2 separate regions of the Sus scrofa genome follow, and region 1 is linked to region 2. Evidence: chromatin contacts called from public HiChIP or PLAC-seq data. All regions are on one chromosome and are shown on one strand. The core of a region is the stretch at or near the end of the contact, and the rest is flanking DNA. Distances in the headings are between cores, read along the strand shown. Region 1 holds the start of SMARCAD1 (SWI/SNF-related matrix-associated actin-dependent regulator of chromatin subfamily A containing DEAD/H box 1). Region 2 holds the start of PDLIM5 (PDZ and LIM domain protein 5).

What was found. HiChIP or PLAC-seq counts read pairs in DNA pulled down with a chosen protein or histone mark.
Region 1: a contact with region 2 is called in an H3K27ac HiChIP or PLAC-seq map of alveolar macrophages. The contact joins the promoter of SMARCAD1 here to the promoter of PDLIM5 in region 2. A contact is called at or near these places in 2 of 47 Hi-C or Micro-C datasets (heart right ventricle and liver) and 1 of 2 datasets of contacts at active chromatin or transcription factors (alveolar macrophages).

What each region holds. Positions count from the first base shown.
Region 1 is chr8:125,486,893-125,490,942 of Sscrofa11.1, reverse strand. SMARCAD1 (SWI/SNF-related matrix-associated actin-dependent regulator of chromatin subfamily A containing DEAD/H box 1) reads left to right here and starts at 2,472. Exons shown (of 24, transcript XM_005666984.3): 1 at 2,472-2,626; 2 at 3,240-3,478. The coding sequence starts at 3,289.
Region 2 is chr8:125,258,397-125,261,952 of Sscrofa11.1, reverse strand. It overlaps PDLIM5 (PDZ and LIM domain protein 5), which reads left to right and starts at 1,984. Exons shown (of 18, transcript XM_021101756.1): 1 at 1,984-2,113.

The DNA.
Region 1 (4,050 bases), core at 1,223-3,722, 230 kb before region 2:
TAATCCAATAGGATGTGTTCTTATAAAAAAAAGGAAATTTGGGAGTTCCCGTTGTGGCGCAGTGGTTAATGAATCCGACTAGGAACCATGAAGTTGTGGGTTCAATCCCTGGCCTTGCTCAGTGGGTTAAGGATCTGGCATTGCCGTGAGCTGTGGTAGTTTGCAGACTCGGCTTGGATCCCACGTTGCTGTGGCTCTGGCGTAGGCGGGTGGCTACAGCTCTGATTAGACCCCTAGCCTGGGAACCTCCACATGCTGCGGAGTGGCCAAGAAATGGCAAAAAGACAAAAAAAAAAAAAAAAGAAAAGAAAAAAGAAATTTGGACACAGACAAATGTATTTTAGGCCTTTTCTTTTTTTCCCCCGTTTTTGGCCACCCTGCAGCACATGGAGTTCTTGGGCCAGGGGTCAAATCCCAGCCAGACTGCAACCTATGCCACAGCTGCAGCAACACCTGATACTTAACCCACTGCAACGGGCTGGGGATCAAACCCAAGTCCCTGCTGCTGCAGAGACACCTTCAATCCCATTGCACCATAGTGGAAACTCTGACAAGTATAGTTAGAAGACCATGCAAAGTTACTAAGTGGGAGGAAGTGACACGGGAAGGAAGGATATATGTGCCAACCAACTTTCAGTCTGACACATAGAAGTCTAAACTCAGCCTGGCTTTCCAGGTCATTTTCAAATTAGGATGATATAACATATTTTAATTTTATATTTTTTAGTCGTATTTTTAATGTGTAGATATTGAGATATATGGTATGCAAGTTTCCATTTTCACTCTGGTCTCAGCTGTACAAAATGTTAAGGGGTTAGTACTGCTGCAGAAAATTGCCCTAAAAGGTCAACAGTATCATCTAATCGATGAGACTATTGAAAAGAGAGGAAAGGTGAGGAAACTGAGACTTAGAGATGTTATACATAATTTTCCCAAAGTCACTAAGTTAAGAGAATCCATTTTCAGTATAAGATCTAGTTGAATATGAAGCAAATATTCTTTTTATTCCATTGCATGTACAGGATGGTGACTACACCTAATAATGCTGTATTGCATATTTGAAAGTTGCTAAGAGACTACATATTTTTTTTTGCTTTTTGCTTTTTGCTTTTTAGGACTGCACCCATGACATATGGAGGTTCCCAGGCTAGGGGTCGAAGCAGAGCTACAGCGGCTGGCCACAGGCATAGCCACAACAACACCAGATCTGAGCCGCGTCTTTGACCTACACCACAGCTCATGGCAATGCCGGATCCTTAACTCACTGAGGGAGGCCAGGGATTGAACCCACAATCTCATGGTTCCTAGTCGGATTCATTTCCTCCGCGCCACGATGCGTACTCCGAGAGAATATATCTTAAAGCAAACATTTTTCATTGCCAAAAATAATTTACTATTTACAAGCTGATGTAGCCTTGATGATATCTTTTAACATGTATGCATAAATCCAGGGCATTTCATGGGATATCAAAGATAGGCACAATGGAAATCTCAATTATTCAGTCATTGAGCCTACATTTTATGGGCCCAGACAATTTTATAAGGGGGTTCATGTTAAACAATTCAAAACACTGATTTAGCAAACAGAGTGCCAAGAGTTCCCTTGTGGCTCAGCGGTGGAACCAGTGAACTAGTATCCAGGAAGACTTCCTGGCCTCACTCAGTGCGTTAAGGATCGGGTTGCCATGAGCTGTGGCTTAGGCGGCGGCCCTGCTCCAATCCACATTGCTGTGGGCTGTGGTGTAGGCCAGAAGCTGCAGCTCCAATTCCACCCCCAGCCTGGGAACCTCCATATGCCGCGGGTGCGGCCTAGAAGGAAAAAGGGAAAAAAAAAAGAGAACAGAGTGCTAATTCAAGTTTACACTGAACAATATAACAGGGTAATGACTTGAAGTAATTTTTCTTTAAAGGAAATGCCAACAAGAGGACCAAATTACGACTCAGAAAATTACGTGTTTCATCTAATGCTAAACAAAGAGTATAAATATCCTTAAGTTAATATTTGCATCAAGATAAGTGAATTAATTGTCATACTCCACTGTAGGAACACCCCAGCCAACACTGGGAGGCAGTTTATATGCTTTTAAGGTCAACATACTCGGGTTTTCCTCCTTTCTAATAAACTACCTAAAATCTGCTGGCCTCGCTTTCCTCATTTTGTTAAAAGAGAAGAAAAGAAACGGCTTCTGGTAAGGGTTGAGATTATACGTAAAACAATTACAACAACGATGTTTTACTGTCCACATATTATGTAAATATTATAAATTATAACTTATCAAATATTATAGTAAATATTCTTATTATGCTACCTGTTGCCATTGTGCTATTTATTATTGTTCTATTTAACAACTTTCTGGCTAACCTGGAGAAACAGGCCACAAACGCCCTTCCAAGGCAAAGAGGCGGGTGCGAGTTACCATAGCAACAGCGCGCGCCTAGACATTTTCCTCTTTCACGTCGTCGTCGTCGAAGAGAAAAGTCTAGGATGCGTGTTGCGTCATCACTACGCGCTCATTGGGCTTCTCCCTGCTGCTTTAGAAGGTCCCAGCCCGGCTACCGTCGCTCCACGCCAGGAATTATTTTTTTCATTTCAACCTTTGTTACCTCGCACCGCGACTGCAAAAGCGTAAGTACCAAGGGAAGAAAGATAGCAAGCGAGCGAGCATTAAAAGAGATGCGGCAGCACACTCTCCACTACCCAACCTTCCCTGTGCGTTCTGATCCTATCAGCTTCCTCTCAGCTGGGATCGCGCCGCGTCAACTTCCGGGCGGGTGCCCGCCAGCACGGCCTCCGCCGCTCCCCTCCTTTGGCCCCTTTGTGTCCCCGCAGTGTCGAGGCACCGGCCCTGGCACGTCTTCTCTGGAGGCAGGGAGCACCGTAGTGCAGGGAGCCTCTCACTGTGGGCGGGCGCGCTGCCCGCAGGGGGGTTAGCGTGGGGAACGTGCCTGCGCGTGCTGGGGTAAGAGGAGGTTGCACGAGGGTCAGCGTGTGGAAGGAGGGGCGGAGGGGGGTGGGCAGCGAAGGGGAGTAAAAAGAGCATTGGAAAAATTTTAAACGATAACCCCTGTCCACCTTCTATTTGTTGTGGCCTAACAATGAGTCGCAGCCATAATAGTCATTCTGAGCCACTGGCATGTTTGCGGGCTCTTAATTGCCTTGGGAATGACCTGCTGTGGCTTTGTATTTTATATTGTTTTCATGGCCTCTTTTTTTCTCTTTTTTTATTTTCTCCCTGCAGATAGTTCATTTAAAGCGCCCAACCCCACGAGGTAGTGGTTTCTACCAATATGAATCTTTTCAACTTGGACCGCTTTCGCTTTGAGAAAAGGAATAAGATTGAGGAAGCGCCCGAAGCAACACCTCAACCCTCCCGGCCTGGCCCTTCTTCACCGATTTCTCTTAGTGCTGAAGAGGAGAATGCTGAAGGGGAAGTTAGCAGGGCAGGCACCCCTGATTCAGATGTAACTGAAAAAACAGGTGAGTTACAACGTTGCAAATTGATGTAGCAGCAAGAGATAGAGTGTTTTGCTTTTGTTTTTGTTTTTTTTTTTTTAAGAAGAAAGGCAGAAGAGATTCTAATTTTTGTTCTTGATGTCATTCATACTGATGCAGTGTCCTTCACCATGCCCTTTTAAATACAGCTTTACAGACCTTAGGTACCATATACTTCCAACTGATTATCCATCCATAGTTGTTTCACTTGTATATCAGTTCTTAGAATATGGCCAAGTATTGGAAGCGAAAACAGAATTTAGGTCAGAATGGTTGCTACTGGAAAAACAACTAGGTGATCCAGTCCTGCGCTGGACTTTGAAGCTGTTATTGCCAGACTTTTACATTCATTCCAGTATTCCTCCAAAAAATGTTGATCACCTACTATGAGCTAGACTTTATTCACGGTGCCAGAAGACAACCTCTGCGAACAAATGAAGAACAAATCACATTCAGATTTTGCCAATCACTTGACTTCCTGGAGATCTCCAAAGTGCAAATGAATGATGAGAATTCTTCATGGTGCCAGCAAATAGTCATGAGACAATAGAATTTGA
Region 2 (3,556 bases), core at 735-3,234:
CCCTGAAAGGATGCCAGTCTAGGTGGGGCCCAGGATATTGCAGTTTTAACAAGCTGCCTACGCCATTGTGGTGCTGTTGGTTCTTTGGAGGACACTTGGATAAATATCAATCTGCGGATCCTTGAATTTAATTCATTTTCCCTACACCCCAGACTTTAAACTGTGTGAGGAGAAGGCAGATTCAGAGGCAGGCTGACATCTGTAGGCCAACGCTGCATTTGTATCTGCATTTGTATCGGTAAGCAACACTCCTCTCATTCTCAACTCTTCTTCGTTACCTGAAGATGCCCAACCTCCAGTGAGACCTCCATACACTGCCTGCAGTTTCTGATGTATTATTTATTTATTGGGCCACGCCTGTGGTATGTGAAAATTCTGGGGCCAGGGACAGAACCTGTACCACAACACTGACAACCCCAGGATCCTTAAGCTGTTGAGCCACTGGAGAATTCCACTTCTTGATATCTTTAATCAATCTGAGTTGATTCAGGCTCAAATGAAATCGTGTCAGCAGCAAAGAGAGGAGAAGCAGACATGGGACTCTTAGAGGGTAATTCTGGCCATTGCCCTATGCAACTGTCACAAGCTGTAATCTCTTGCAACCTCAATTTTGTTGACTATGGATGGGATGAGATTTGTCTCCCAAAGTTACCGTAAGGATCCCTACACTGTGTAGCACATTGTCCATTTATAAATGGAAGCTATTGTTATTATTTATTTAATTATTTATTTATTTGGGGAGTGAAAAGTCAAATATGACAACATATTTTAACACATATTTAACCTTCCTTCCAACAGTCTTCTGGAGAATGTGATGAAAACTATGGACTAGCACCGTCCAATGAAAACATCATGCCTGTCGACATAGGTAATTTAAAACGTCTTAGTGTCATATTCAAAAAACAGGCAAAACTAATTTTAATTATATGTTTAACCAAACACTAAAAAATTCTTATCCTTTCAACATGCAATCAGTTTAAAATTATTGATGTATTTTACATTGTATTTTTTTATACCAAGTCTTCAAAATCCAGTGTGCATTTTTACACTTTCATTACAGCTCAATTTGGGCACTAAATTTTCAATGATTAAGTCAAATGTAGTCCTACCCAAATAATTTGTGTTTAACATAAGCATGTTACCCTGCTTCAGTTTTTAATTTAAAGCAAACTTGTGTAAAACAAACAATTCAGGGTCTCAGTCACAGTAGCCATGTTTCAAATGTTCACTAGCGGCTACCGTTTTGGACTGCATCTTCTCTAGAATTTCGTTTGTCCTTCTAGTGTATTCATGGACCTCGTGATCCGTGCTTTACATGTCACTTGGTTAAGAATTGTCTTTTTCACGTTTTATAAGGCAATTCACAGTTTTGAAGAAGCCAAAAAGTTACTTTCCATATGGCCACTATTCAAATTTACTTGTGAATAAATTCCTTGAGCTAAATCAAACAATCTTCTACAAACTGGAAACTGAACCACTGAGCTGGACTTAGAAAAGTAAGTTGAGGTTATAGTGGTTGAACCACTTTGGGCAGCTGCTCTGTATCTCGATCTTCTGGTTTGATCAGAGGACCTAACTTCTAATATTAAAGTGACTGATTTTCACCTTCCTGCTCAGTAAACTTCAGGGTCTTCACTTCTTAGGGCACACAAAGCTCTCTCAAAAAAACCAGGCAGTAGCCGCGGAACTTGCATACTGATAGGGATTTATCAAAAGCCCTCTCCTATTTTTAGCCAAAGCAACTGCTTGCCAATTCAGTTTCTGGAGAGAGAAATGCTTCCAGTACAAAACATTCAGGCGGGGCGGACAAAAATCCCCTAAGACTACTCCCACCGAAACTAGGTAGTGCAATTGTTTTTCCGCGACGGCTTCAGCTCGCCCCAGCAAGCCCGCGAGCTGGGCGCCGCCGCAAGCAGCCTGCTCCCAGCGCGGCGCAGCCCTGCCCGGCCCGAGGGCGTGGCCGGGAGCCGAGGGGGCGTGTCCTGGCGCGGGGGCGGGGCGGGTGGGAGGAGCCAGGAGGCGGAAGTTCCCGCGGGCGGCGGGGAAGGCGCACGCAACGGAGTCACTTGTCAGCTCTCGTCTGAGGCGGAGGCAGAGCCGCTGCGGCCCCGAGGTGAGTTGCCGTCCGCCGGGGATGTACGTCTGCGATCCCCGGTAGGAAGGAGGGAAAGAAGGGGTGGCCGTGCGCCGAGCGCTTGGGTGGACGCTCAGCTAGGGGAGAGGAGAGGCGCGCTGAGCGCTGGGAGGTTTCTCAGGTGTTTGCTGGACGCCCAACGGCTTGGGAGGAGAAGCGCCCTGGAAAAGGCGGCGCGGGAGTGGGCGCCAGGCCAGAGGACGGGCACCGGAGCCCGGGAGGGCCGGCACGAGCGCGGCGGAGGCAGGGACGCGGGACCCGGGCGCCCGGCGTGGCGAGCGCGAGCGCGGAGGGGCTCCCCGGGCACCCCCGCACCGACCTGCGATCCGGCTGCGGGGCGCCGCCGGGCACCCACCTAGGCGTCCCGGGGCACAATCGTCCTGTGCGAATCTCCGGGCGGTGTGGGTGGGAAGCGGGGCTAAACGGGAATGGCGTGTGCATTTTTTTTTATTTGCTCTCACGCCGAGAAGCGTGTATTTCCCCCGCATATTTAGGATTGTGTAACCTGTTAGGGGGAAACTTCCGTGCGTCCAGAAATAAAAGCTTTTTTAAAAAAACAAATCTGCCGTGAACGCCGGATTTATTAGTACTTGCGTACTTGTTGGGGCTTTTTAAAGGCTGTGCCTTCGGTTCGTTTGACAATAAGTGGAAAAAGGAAGGGCGTATGGACAGGGCAGAGCTTGGAAAGAAAATTCGTGGCTGCGCTGGGCAGGGCAGGTCTAGGGTGTGATCGCCAGATCCTATCCCAAGTCCGCCTTCCTGACCACGAGGACATCGCAACCCGCCTGGCCTCGGAAACAGCCGGCTCGGGAACCTTATTTGGCAAACAGGGCTAGGCGTGAACCTCTCCGCTGGCAAACTGTCTCGTCGCCTGCTTTCATCCAGTGCCTGTGGCTTTAGTTCTTTCACTCTATCTCCGCAGTCTCTGAGTCTGCGGAAAAAGAATCTCAAGATACTGCTTTAATTGCAGACTCTTCTTGTCACTCCCAGCAATTCATCAGGAGTTTTCCTTTCCCTCTTCCCACCCACCAAAGAAGCTTAGATAGAAGTGTGGGAAATACCAAGCTTCCTTCCCAAGTACTTGAGTGAAGACATCGTTCGGACTTTCCCTAAAGGAAATCCAGCACCATACAGAAGTTCCAACATTTTCTACATGTTTGAAAGCGGAGAGGCTGCTTGCTATTTCCTGCCTGCTTGGTATTTTAGGCAGACTTTGGGCATTAATAACCAGAGGAGAGACACCTGGAAAAGGCCAATAATGTTACCGTTGCTTAAGGGATCAGAATATTTTAAGGCAGGTGGAGCTAGCAAAGGGAGAATACTGGAAAGGAAATGACATGGACTAGGAATGAACTGACACGGGTTCCTGTAGTGTGGCCGTGACCTGGCCAGCGCTAGAAATTTTAATAACAAATGAGGGAA